2 separate regions of the Oryctolagus cuniculus genome follow, and region 1 is linked to region 2. A link is a contact called in public Hi-C data. All regions are on one chromosome and are shown on one strand. Each heading gives the region's core, a stretch centred on a gene start, on an enhancer-like site or on the middle of the called end of the contact. The rest is flanking DNA. Distances are from core to core; before and after follow the strand shown. Region 1 holds the start of PTPRG (protein tyrosine phosphatase receptor type G). Region 2 overlaps PTPRG (protein tyrosine phosphatase receptor type G).

The links. Hi-C and Micro-C count contacts between places; a contact is called where the count stands out from the background.
Region 1: a contact with region 2 is called in a Hi-C map of an unstated tissue, with 3 times the contacts expected there. The contact joins the promoter of PTPRG here to the enhancer-like site in region 2. A contact is called at or near these places in 2 of 6 Hi-C or Micro-C datasets (psoas muscle and an unstated tissue).

The regions. Positions count from the first base shown.
Region 1 is chr10:88,359,719-88,366,026 of mOryCun1.1, forward strand. It overlaps PTPRG (protein tyrosine phosphatase receptor type G), which reads right to left and starts at 3,586. Exons shown (of 29, transcript XM_051852247.2): 1 at 3,453-3,586. The coding sequence starts at 3,537. It overlaps LOC127492428 (a long non-coding RNA gene), which reads left to right and starts at 5,393. Exons shown (of 3, transcript XR_007921889.2): 1 at 5,393-5,906.
Region 2 is chr10:88,054,607-88,060,518 of mOryCun1.1, forward strand. All of the region lies in intron 2 of PTPRG (protein tyrosine phosphatase receptor type G), which reads right to left. Among named protein-coding and RNA genes, the nearest start is that of PTPRG, 310 kb to the right of the region's middle. Within about 2 kb of position 3,170, at least 2 of the 8 cell types and tissues checked have an H3K27ac peak or open chromatin away from gene starts, as enhancers often do.

The sequences.
Region 1 (6,308 bases), core at 2,336-4,835, 310 kb after region 2:
TGAATGGGGATATGTTTCAAATATCAAAAAAGAGCTGTATGTAGGATTTGTTATAAAATAAAGGAGGGGCCGGCACTAGGGCATAGTGTATTAAGCCTCCACCTGCAGCACCAGCATCCCATACGGGTGCCAGTTCGTGCCCTGGCTGCTCCATTTCAGACCCAGCTCTCTGCTAGGGCCAGGGAAAGCAGTAGAAGACGGCCTGAGTGCTTGAGCCCCTGCATCCATGTGGGAGATCCAGAAGAAGTTCGTGGCTCCTGGCTTCAGATCAGCTCAGCTCTGCCCGTTGGGGGCATTTGGGAGTAAACCAGCCGGTGGAAGACCTTTCTCTGTCTCTCCCTATCTGTCTGTAACTCCACCTCTCAGATTAAAAAATTAATTAATTAATAAAAAAATTGTAATAATACAGTAATAAGGTGCCAGGGAGGCTGCAGACACAGATGAACAAAAAGCTGGGAATTGTGGAAGCTGGGTGGGGGGGTTGTGTCTATAGGGGTCCATCACGTTTTGTTTTTTTTTTCTTTTTATGTATTTTAAAAGATGCAGGAGGAGGTAACTTGCCTAATATCATGTCTGATGATACTTCCGCTGTGCACTTGGAAAGCATCAGTGGAAGCACTAACTGTGACCCTGGTCCCACACCTGCCATGCTGCTGTTGAAAGATTAAAGGCCACTACTGTTTCCTATCCGCTGGGAAAAGACCCAAGCCAGGGCTGTGCTTCCAAAAGGCTCCCCACACTACAGCTACCTTGTACCCTGGGCAGAGAACTCAAATGCAAACACAAATGCAAAGTTGGTACCATTCCAAAATAAGTAACAAGGGATTTGGATCAACATCTCACAAGGACCCTAATCCAAAATCAGGAACGTTTTTATCCCGTGTGTCAAACACATAAACGCTTCCTAGGTTCTGGGAGGCAGAAAGTGGGGGTTTCAAAGTGAACCGCAGCCCCCACCGGGTTTCAAGCCGGCCACGAGCAGCAGCCCGGAACCGAAGCCACCTCCTCGCGCCCAGATGCATCTGCAGCCCTCAGTGCCTCAAAACCTGGGCGCGCGCACCCCATTCCTGAGGCGTGGAGATGGCCGAGGCCAGCCCCAGGAGGTGGCAGTAGCCCGACCAGTGGCTCAGAGGCGCCCCCTGAAGTCCAGCGGTGCCACGGCACCTCGGGGTGTTGGGGGGGGGGGGGGAGAATGCCAGCTCTCCCAGCAGTGTGACATCTGAACTTTGCTGGCTTCAAAAGCTGCTACATCCCCTCGGGCCGCACTTTTCCAAATCAAACCCCGCTCCCCCCTCCCGTCCTCCCCCATCCCCCCCGCCCCCCGCGCCTCCCAAGGCTGCGCCTTCCCTCTCCCATACCACTGGGCTCCCGGATGAGGGAACGGGCTATTTACCTCGCAGCGTGGGCACGAAAAGAAAATGAGAAAGGCGAAAATGGTCCAAGCCCCAAGCAGGCGGCATCCCTGGCGATCCCATTTTGGATCGCAAGCTTCCTCGGCTACCAGGAACACGAACATCACGGTGGGCCCACTGACTGCATCCCCACGCTGAAGAAAGCCAGAAATGGCCATGGCAATGCCTCCCATTTCCCAGGGTTGCCCTCCGCTACCTCCCGTGACCCCGTTAAGGCAGGGCCATAGCAAAGCTCGACCCTGAGTGCATCTGAGCCCACTCAGGCGGCAAGTTCGCGGCCGAGAGGGGGAGTCTAGCAGCGGAGATGGTTAATACAGATACTGAGCAGTCTTCAAGGAACAGGGAGAGACAGCGATCCCACTCCCGTGGGCGCTGGCCCCGGCCGGGCATGTCTCCGGCCTCCGGGTTAGTGTGGACGCACGTCCCCGTTCAGTCTCTGCCTGGGTTTCTGAACTGTGGCAGGAGCTCTGTGCGGCTCCGGGGACAGGGGGATGCGCACAGAGAAACAGGGGTGCCCAAGGAAAGACAGGGCTTTCTCTGCCTCTGCGCCCCTCTAGGCTACTCCCGGGCGTGCAAAGGGGGCACTTGCTGCCAGTCTCTCCCCTGAGCGGGTCCGTACGGGGGCAGCGAAGACGCCCGCGCCCTGCTCCAGGGTGCACGACGGGGCTGAGCGATCCGCTGCACCAAAGCCCGGCGCTCCAGCCGCCCGAGGACAGGCGGCTGGAACTGGGCACAGCGGAAATAACGGAGCACGTTCCTCTTTCTCCTGATTCAGATAACGGACACCTATATGTATCCGGGAGCGGGCGGATGAGAGGGCACACAAACGGGGGATTGTCCGTCCTCAGGAGATGGAGAGGTGAAAGCGAACATCTCCTTCCCTCTCATCCGTATCCCCACTCCAGGGCAGAGGACGTGGCCTCCATCCCCAGAGAGGGGGCCGGACAGCTTCTAGGGAGATCAGGGCTGCAGCCTGGGGACCCTGCAAGAGAGAGGGAGGCGGCTGGCCACTGCCCTTCGGGAGGGAAGGAGGCGTCGGCCGGCTCAGAGCTGCAAGTGGAGGGTCGCCGAGCCGCACACCTCTACGTGCAGTGATTTATTATCGTCATCAATGGCCAATATTGTTCCTGTCTCAACCTGGCCAGAAGGGAGCAGGTCTGGGTCTGCCATCCGTGAACAGCCTGCAAAAGGCAGAGATGCAGGTAGGCAGGGCGCGCGAGACGGGGAGAAATCCGCCCCGGCGCGAACAGCAACCCAGCCGCCGGCCCGCCCCCTGCGCCCCGACCCCCGCGGCCCCGCGGAGCAGAGGGAGCAGAGCAGCGGAGGAAAGGGGCCTGAGGGAGCCTGCATCTCCCTAAACCGCTCGCTCCCGGTCCTCCCACTGCGCCCAGGCAGTCTGCCTCCCGCAGGCAGCCAAGGGCAGCCCCACGCCCCCAGCAGGGGGTTGGAGGGGGGCCCACCCCCGAGAGCAAAATGCAGGCTGCTCCCAACATTCCCCACACCCTCAATCCTCCGCCGTCAACCTCCGGCTTCCATACCAAATACCAGTCCTCCCCAAGGGTCAGAGATCAGCAAAGCGAGGCCCCTCTTTCTGACCTCTTTCGATCCCTACCGGAGAGAGGAGCACACCCCAGACTCCCCCCAAGCCCACAGAGGCATCCTCCCACGGCCTCAGTCTCCCCAACGGCCCCCCAACTCTACCTCTCCCGATTGGCCGCGGATCAGCAAAGCAAGTCCCCTCTTCTCCCTACTCTGGCTCTCCCACGGCACCCCCAAACCCAAGCTGGAGCAAGAGAATCCCGGGTACCTACTTCTCCTCCCCGGGCGGTCCCCGTCTCCACCCTCCCCGACAGCCAACCAGCCTCCCTAAACATCGCCAGGGCTGGCGGAACAGGTCTCTCTCGGTCCTGGGCACCCGGTTCCCCGCCACCCCCGCCGGGGTCCCCAGCACCGGCGCCCGAGCTCCGCGCCCCGGCGACAACTCCGCATCCCCCCGCGCGCGCCGGCTGGGGCCGCGTCCCCTCCGAGGCCGGCACTCACCGGGGAAGCACACGACATAATGGAGCACGGAACTGGTGATTTTCAGGAACAAAATCCACCAACACGGTTCCAGTAACCTCCGCATGTCCGAAAACGCACATCGAAAAGACGAAAGCAGGGGGGGATAAACTTGTTGAGTAAGTTCTCGCTTCGGTACGAGCCTCCGCTAAGCCTGGGCGCTTCTCCGGCTCGCCCGCTCCACGGGCCCCCCGCGCTCGGCGGCCCGAGTCCCCCTGGAATCCAGGAAGCCACCGAGCGCCCCCCGGAAAATCTCAAAAAGTGACCGCGAACGCGGAGCCTCGCTGGGGACGCTCCTCTCGGCGGAGACGGGCTGCGTTCCGTTCAGAAAGGCGCGAGCCGAGCAGGCAGGGCGAAGAGGCGGCGGGCGGCGGCGGCGGCGATGCCCCGGGCGCGGGGCAGGCAGGGACCGCAGGCGGCGGCGGCGGCGGCGAGCGGCGAGGATCCCCAAGTTGAGAGCCGAGAGCCGGCGGGCGGCGGCGGGGCTGAGGCGCGGCGCGGCGTCTCCGGGCTTCAGGCAGGCAGCTCCTTCCAGGGCCCCGGGAAGGAAGGAGGCATGTTTGCGAGCGGGGAAGGGGAGGGGAGCGGCGGGAGGAGCGAGCAGCCCCCCAAAATAGAAACGGCCGGAGGAAACCGAGGAAACCACAAAGGATCTCAGAGGGGCGCTGGGGCGAGGGCGCCTTCAGTCCATGCTCCTGAAAGTTGTGGCTCCGGCGCAGGCTGAGGAGGAACGGGGAGCGCGGGGCTGGAAACTGGCCATGCCTCCATACAGGAAGTAACATGTGAGCATGGATCCTGGCAGAGACTTTAAAGCCGGCGAGCGAGCGAGCGAACGAACGAGCGAGCAGGGGGCGCGCAGCGGCGCTGGCGGCGGGGGCGCGCGGCGGCGGGGGCGCGCAATCCTGAGCAGGCGGCGGCGGGCTCGCGCCCCGCGCTCTTAAAGCAACCACGCTCGCCTCCCGCCTCCGAGGGGTCCCGCAGCTCCGCGGTGGCCGCGGGGCCCCGGGGAATGCAGGCTCTTACAGGGGGCGCTTAGGGGGACTGGGGACGACGCCCGCCCGGTTTTGCAGAGAGGGAGGAGGCTGCCTTCTAGAGAAGCCAGAGTGTCTTTGCCAGATTGCCGTGTTGCGAGATCTTAAAGACGCCGCGCGCTAGATCCCGAGACCACGGAGCTTGGGGATCTGGGACTTGGGGGGACCAACCCCTAGCCTGGGCCTGGGGATAGAAGGTGGGCCAGCCAGCCGCCTTTTTAGTGCCGGAGTGTTTCCTGTTCTGCTCCACCGCCTTGGCAGCGCCGCGGCGGGGCGCACCGCTCGCGCCCCCTGCTCGCGCCCCCAGCCCAGCGCATACCCGGGCTTGGAAACAAAGCCGAGCCAGCGGCCTTTGCACTCAGGTTACGTTGGGATTTGATTCCCACCCCCACTCCCACCCCTTTTCGGGCTTCCATTGGCCGAGTCCGCAGCTGGGGAGAAGGGGGAGGGGACTGAGATCGATCCCGGGCTTGCAAAAACCAGCTCTCTAGAGCTCCACACGGCGGATCGGTGGCTTGAGTTCTCCCAACTCGCAACTCCGCGGGAGACGGTCCCCGCGCCCCGGGCTGGCTGCTGGAAGTGCGTCCCTGGCCCGGAGCCGGGTGAGAGCAGCGCCGCGGGGCAGAGCTGATCTGGCCGCTACCCAACGAGCCGCCGCTGCTGTAGCAAGCGGGCAGAGGCGTCCGGTGGTCGGGGAGGGAGCGGGCTTATCCGCCGTGAAGTCTCGTCCCCTGGCGCTCCGAGAGATCTCTATCGCTTAGGCTTCGGAGCGCCCCGTTTTCCCCCTGTCGCCCCGGGTGCGCCAAGTGGAGGAGGCGGCCCTTTGATGAAGTGTGTAACTGAGCCAAGGTAATTAGCCATTTGTAATTTTTGCCTAATATCTCCGTGCAGACGCGATCTTGACACGTTTTTGGCGGCTCCCACCCCGGCAGGGTCCCACACCCACGCGAACATCCCACCCGGACGCCAGGTTCTCGAAAGCTATACAGATGTTCGGAGATCCTCCGGCAAGATGTGATTAGGGAAGCAGTTTCACACCCACACTTCCAAAAGAAAAACCTTTGAAAAGTTACAAACTAATAAAAGCCAGGAAGTTCCCGGGGAGGGCCCGGGCTCTATCTTTAGCGGGGACGGGGGTGAACACCCTCCCCCAGGGTGGGGAACGAGGCGAGTTTGTTTGCTTTGGAATTTGGTGCTTCCTGGTTTTGTTAAAAATCGCCGCTCCCTCACAAATGCCTGCGAGGACCGGTTTTCTTGGAAGTGTTCTCTTAACCGACTGTTCATGCGCCGCGAGGAGCTGAGAGACAGGTTAGAATGACCCCAGAGGGCCCGACGACCTTCTTAGACATTAATAAAATGGCAACAATCAGTGGAACTTGCCCAACACGTGGGTCAGCATCCTCAGGTGAGTTCCGGCCTCGGTAAAATGGAGGTAGGAAAAGCTGCCCTTTGTGGGATGCAGCAGACCCTGCGCTGGGGTGGTTTTGTTGTTGATGTTGTTGTTTTTCCATAAGCCATTTGTGAGTTCAGCCCGTGAAGCGTTGGGCACCCACTGTGTGCACTGCAGCATACTGGGAACACAGCCGCCGTGAACCCAAAGAGCAAGACCCTAGTGGTCTTTGGGGAACCTACCTCCTGAAGTGCATGCTGCAACCTCTTGGGGAGTCTCCACAATCATGCAAGTTGTTAAGAATTATTTTCCCCATGCCCAGGGGAGTAAAATGAGGGCTTCCCAGCTACTGAGTAGCAGAGCTCAGATTCTGAACCCTGGCGCCTTGGCTTCCTGTGCCGTGAAAAACAGGCAAAG
Region 2 (5,912 bases), core at 1,920-4,419:
ACAAACTTGCCATGAACTTTCTGAAGATCCCAGCTATTGTGTATTTTCTGGCCACCCAGAATCTCTATCTCTTGTTCTACTAAAAAGAGCTGGATTTTCTGTAGAATTATTAGACTTTTCCAAAGTAGATCCTTTCTTGACGCATCATTCAAACAACGTACTCGCCCTCCCTAGAGCGGGCCCATTGTACAGTGACAAAACGTTTCAATTAGATGTCAATCACATCTCAATCTACTTGCTGAACAGGGGCTTTCAACTTTCCCAGAGATTTTGCCAGCTTCCCTACCTTTCTCCCACAGAGTGCATCTTTCCTTCAACTGAGCGAGAGCAGCATTCCATAGTCTGCACGCACAACTGACAGCGTAATTGTGTATTATCTGTGGACGCAGTCTCAGGACTCGACAGGAGCTGTTCATCAGTGAGGGCACTCTGCTATCAGTGAGCAACTGGAGAGAGGGCAGTGATTGTGAACCTTCTGATCATTCCACCTAACCGGCCATCTGTCTTGTGGGTGCTACAACCTCGCACGTGCCCGGGCAGGCTTCGTCTTGTCACACGTATCACAAGGAAACAAAACTTAGGTCTTCTTTTCAATATGTCTTATTTCATGCACATGCAGGTTTTGCTTTGCAAAAGCATCTCTAACATTTGCTTAAATATGGTGCTTTCATTTTTGCAGCATCTACTAAAATTTTAAATGCACCTACCATAAACAGTGGCATATGTGCACATGGAGACATGGAGACAGATGTTCGGTAAAGCATCATCCTTAATGTTAATAAAATATAACTGATCTAAACATCCAGTAGTGGAGAAGCAAATAAAGAAGTGTAGAATAGGCACAGTGTGAAAATATTTCACAACAGTTAAAATGCACAGAAATATATTTGATCATATTTCATATACATAAAGAATATATGCATATATATATATATATACACACACACAAGTTAATGTAGATGTATACAAGCCACAAAGAGGGCAAAGTCAGTTATTAAAAGTGTATTCTTTGGGGCAGACATTAGGCCCAGCAGTTAGGATGCCTCTTGGGGTGCTCACATGCCACATCAGAGTGCCTGATTCAAGTTCCACTTTGCTTGTCATTGCAGGTTCCTGCTAACGCACACCCTGAGGGGCAGTAGGTGATGGCTCAAACTGCCCCACTAGGAGTTCTACCTCCTGGCTTCAGCCTGGCCCACACCCAAGGGACTGTGAGCAAATGAAGAATGAACCAGCAGGTGAGAGATCTCTCTCTCTCTGTCCCTCTGTCCCTGTCGCTCTGTCTTTCGCAAATAAAATCAATGTTTGAAAGTGGATTATTTATACACATGCATGTGCACACATAAACATATATAGTTTCAAGGCATAAAAACATAATTCTCAAGGGGATATGCATGTACTCGCATGTACCTGATGAACTAATTCGTAGCACAGACAGGAAACCAGTGACGACTTCTATTTTGAGCAAAAGGAGGAGAAGGGCCTATTATTAGGGAACAAATGGGGGAATGAGGTTTCTGTAAACACATTTTCACTTTTTAGAATGTAACTGTGGCCGGCGCCGCAGCTCAGTAGGCTAATCCTCCGCCTTGCGGCACCGGCACACCGGGTTCTAGTCCCGGTCGGGGCGCCGGATTCTGTCCCGGTTGCCCCTCTTCCAGGCCAGCTCTCTGCTATGGCCAGGGAGTGCAGTGGAGGATGGCCCAAGTACTTGGGCCCTGCACCCCATGGGAGACCAGGAGAAGCACCTGGCTCCTGCCATCGGATCAGCGCGGTATGCCAGCCGCAGCGCGCCGGCCGCGGTGGCCATTGGAGGGTGAACCAACGGCAAAGGAAGACCTTTCTCTCTGTCTCTCTCTCTCTCACTGTCCACTCTGCCTGTCAAAAAAAATAAAAATTAAAAAAAAAAAAAAAGAATGTAACTGTGTGTTGCTTACACTAATTAAGAATAGATCATGAGGGGCCAGCATTGTGGCGTAGTGTATAAAACTACCACCTGTGACAAAGGGATCCGATACGGGTGGTGGGTCGTGTCCCGGCTGCTCCACCTCCAATCCAGCTCCCTACTAATGTACCTGGGAAAAGCAGCAGCAGATGACCAAAGTGCATAGGCCTCTGCCACCCACATGGGAGACCTGGATGAAGCTCCTGGCTCCTGGCTTTGGAGTGGTCCAGCCAGGGGCCAATGCAGCCATTTGGGAGTGAAGCAGCAGATTGAAAAGCAATCTCCCTGCCCCTCCACACACCTCAATTCTTCCATTCCCTCCTCCCTGTAACTCTGCCTTTCAAATAAATAAATATTTTTTAAAAGTTAATCATGAATATATAGAAGCCCTAAAGAGTCCAATTCAGCTTCAGTCACTTCAGCTATCAGTGCTTTGCAGAACTTGACCTGAAATAAAAGCAGTTTCAGCCGTTCTGGGAAGATCACTCCAGGCAAAAAGTCTGGGGTTAATGAGTGAAGCACCCCCAATCCTTTGGGACCTGCCGGGGTATAGCTGGGATTTGCTTTGTGCGTTGTTCTGGCAACTCCACTGCAGCCAAGCAAAGAGAAACGCTTTGTCTAAGAGCACCTGCATAGTGATTCCGGTATAGCTTCTCTCACAGAGCGTCTTCTACTTCATTAAGTTCATCACATCCTCTCCAACAGCACTGAGCAGGATCTGGGCTTCAGGTGGCCACAGTAAATCACATTCTCATCACTTACCCTGCAATGCCCTGTTTTATTTCAAATCTACTTTCCAAGAAAAGCTTTCAAATAGTCTGAATCATACAGCACTCTTTTTCCTCCACTCCACATATATTTTCATTGCATTTCCAGTTTATAAAATAAAACCCAATAAAAATGATCCATGGAATTTCATGCTGCAGGTTCCAATAATTGATTCAGGTAACAAACATGCAAAGAAACCATCCACCATCATGCTGATTTCAAAGCACTAATTGTGGCCATGGCTTTATGAAGAATGTTATCTATTTCCATCCTGTACAAATTTAGGAGAAACCGTGGTTTCCTGTTCCAGGGTGTTGTCCAAAAACGACTCCACAGAAGTCTGCAAAAATACTCCCTGGCGTTTTGTTTCAAGAGGAATACTTGGAGCGTTTCCCACTGAGAAAGGAAATGGGCTTGTCCCAACTGCAAAAGGCTCAGTGTGCTCCAGGGACTGCAAGAACAAACACCATTCTGATCTGAACAATGTCTAATGAGATCACTATGTGACAAGCACTCCAGGAGGGGACCCCCATGATGGCACATGAGCCTCATAATGTTCCCCAGCCCCGTGAACTGTTAGGAGACTTCCTGAAACCTCAGTCTGCTCATCCATTAAGTGGGGATTCAGTGAATCACCTGCCTCTAGATCAGATTTACTGCAGGGATTCAAATGGATGCACCATGCTGAGCAGTGCGCCTGGCACACAGTAGGGGCAGAAAAGCATAATTTATACATATGGATATGTGTACACACATGCTTTTCTCTGAGAATGACTGAAATTGACTATAAAACAACTCAACACATACACTAAACCAAGCTATTTAGGTTAGAATAACTCTGATATTCTGTGTTCATTATAGGAATGACTTGAGCTTAATAAAAGACTTAATGAATAAAAACAGTCTGGGGCAACTTTTAGTATGCAAAGAGAAAAATACATTTTCAAGATGGTATGAGTTGCTATAAAAGGTATATTAACATACATACTTTTGAAAAGGCCATTCTTAACTTTAATAGTAACAAATGCAAATCTTTCCTCAGCATTTCCCTTTCTTTCTGACTCATTACTGGTGAAGTTTGCCAACAGAGGCATTTCAGGGCCAAGTGCAGCCTCCAGGAGGTCTGGGACACTAAGGGCCTTCACTTGACCGGGGACCATGCAGGACCCTCCTCCTGACCCTGGGCCAAGCTGCAGAAAGCCTGGTGACTCTAGCCCCACTAGAGGCCACAGCAGTCACCAGCCAAACTCAAACCTCAAACTCCAGCCCTGGCAGCTCTGTGTCATGGGCCACGTCGCAGACAAGTTCCTTGGCATCCTCATTCTAGCCAAGGTCAAGGGTACCCAGAATTTTCCTAACAGGTTCCGCAGTACAGCCTAAGACAAGGAAACAGTTCCGTTACACACACCGTGCGGCAGCCCCACGACCTACAGCTCACAGCAGCCTTTGCAGACACTATTACAAAGTCTGAAGTTGACAAGGAGGGGAAGAGCCAAGCCTGATACAAAGAGAAGCACTATATATAGAACATAATTATGTAAGTGTTTAACCGTGGAAGCCGAATCAGAAATTCACCCGGCACAGGAGAGAAGGCAGTTCTGGCTGTTGTCTCAGCCTCCTCCAGGACAGGAAGTCCCTGTGAATACCTGGCCACACTGACCAGCCCAGCTTTAAGGGAGAGATTTTTTTTTTAAGTCATTTACATGCTTCATGCTGAATTTCAGGACAAAGAGCAGATTTAATATTGCTCATTCAAGCCTTTTCTGTTGTTTTAGCTTGAGTTTTGGGGCTATGAGCAGTCTGGGATCCCCAAAATACTACTGTCCACTAGCACTTTCTGCCAGGGACACCTGTACTCAGCACCTTCACTGTTCAAGATGGTAGCCAAATGAGGCTGCCTGGCACATGAAATACATCTAGGGAGACGGAATGCATTCGCGTGCAAAGGCTGAAGTTACCAAATCTCGCTAGTACACGAGGGGGCTTAAAACTATAGAAATTTGGGGGAGGTGGTTCGCCCTAGCAGTTAAGATGCCTGCGTCTCACATCAGGGTACTTGAGATTGCTACCTAGCTCTGGCTCCTGACTCCAGCTTTTTGCTAATACAGACCCTTGGAAGCAGCAGTAATAACTCAAGTAATTGGCTTCCTAGCTCCTAGTCAAGACCTAGCCACTGGAGCAATTTAAATTTTGTTTCAATCTAACGTGAAATTGAAGAGCCACTTGTGGATGGTGGCTGCAGTGCGGGGCAGTACTGCACAGCACAGCCTCTCAACAGGTTCGCTCTATCCCAGTGCTGGATCAGAGAGCTTGCTGTGCTCCAGGCATTGGGGCAAGCTCTGTGTATGAAGCTACAGTTAACCTCAGTGACTTGGGGGAGATGCTTACGTTCAAAGAGAGCAAGTACTTGTGCTTGGTTCAAGGCCAAGGAGTCTCACCAATACCGAGTCACAGCAGGCTATGAATATAGAAGCCTCAAGCTGCTCCAGTAGCTGCTTCCTTTGTACTTGAACTCTGAAAGTGTCCTGGGCCATGCAACAGTCACATGGATGACTGCATTCATTCCTAGCTGCCTCTCATAGGAAGACATTTCATCACTCAGATATTAATTGCTATTGTACGGATTAATTACTTGCTATTGTAGCTTTGAGTCTTAACAATGTAACAGTAATTATCTCTTAAGTATTACCAGTATAAATAATAAAACATAGCAATTCAAAATTTTAGAGTATTTATCAGAGACACTGAAATGAGTGCTTTCTTCCGCTCTTCCTCAAGCCCCACAGGGATTACTAGTATTGTCCCTATTAAACGGATGAGCAGACTGAGGCTTTCAAAGGTTAAGCAACTTGCTCCCAGTCACAGAGCAAATGAACGATCCATCTAGGACCCAAACTCCCATCTCCTGAGATTCCAGAAACTCTTTTCTTGTACTTAACTGCCACTTGACTTCATGTACCTTATTAATAGATATGTGCCAATAAAAGAAATGAAAAATACTATGTTCTAGTATTTTAATCTCCAAACAGATTCAGCGGGCAGAGTCCACCCTGGGTAACCCAGAGAACCAAACAGCTTTCTTTTGCTCATACCCACCCCAGGGTACACAATTCCATTGAGTGTATTCCCGCAACACATGTCTAGTGAGACAGGTGTAACTCACATCACAGCATGGCATGAAAGCTTAAGGAGGAAGTAT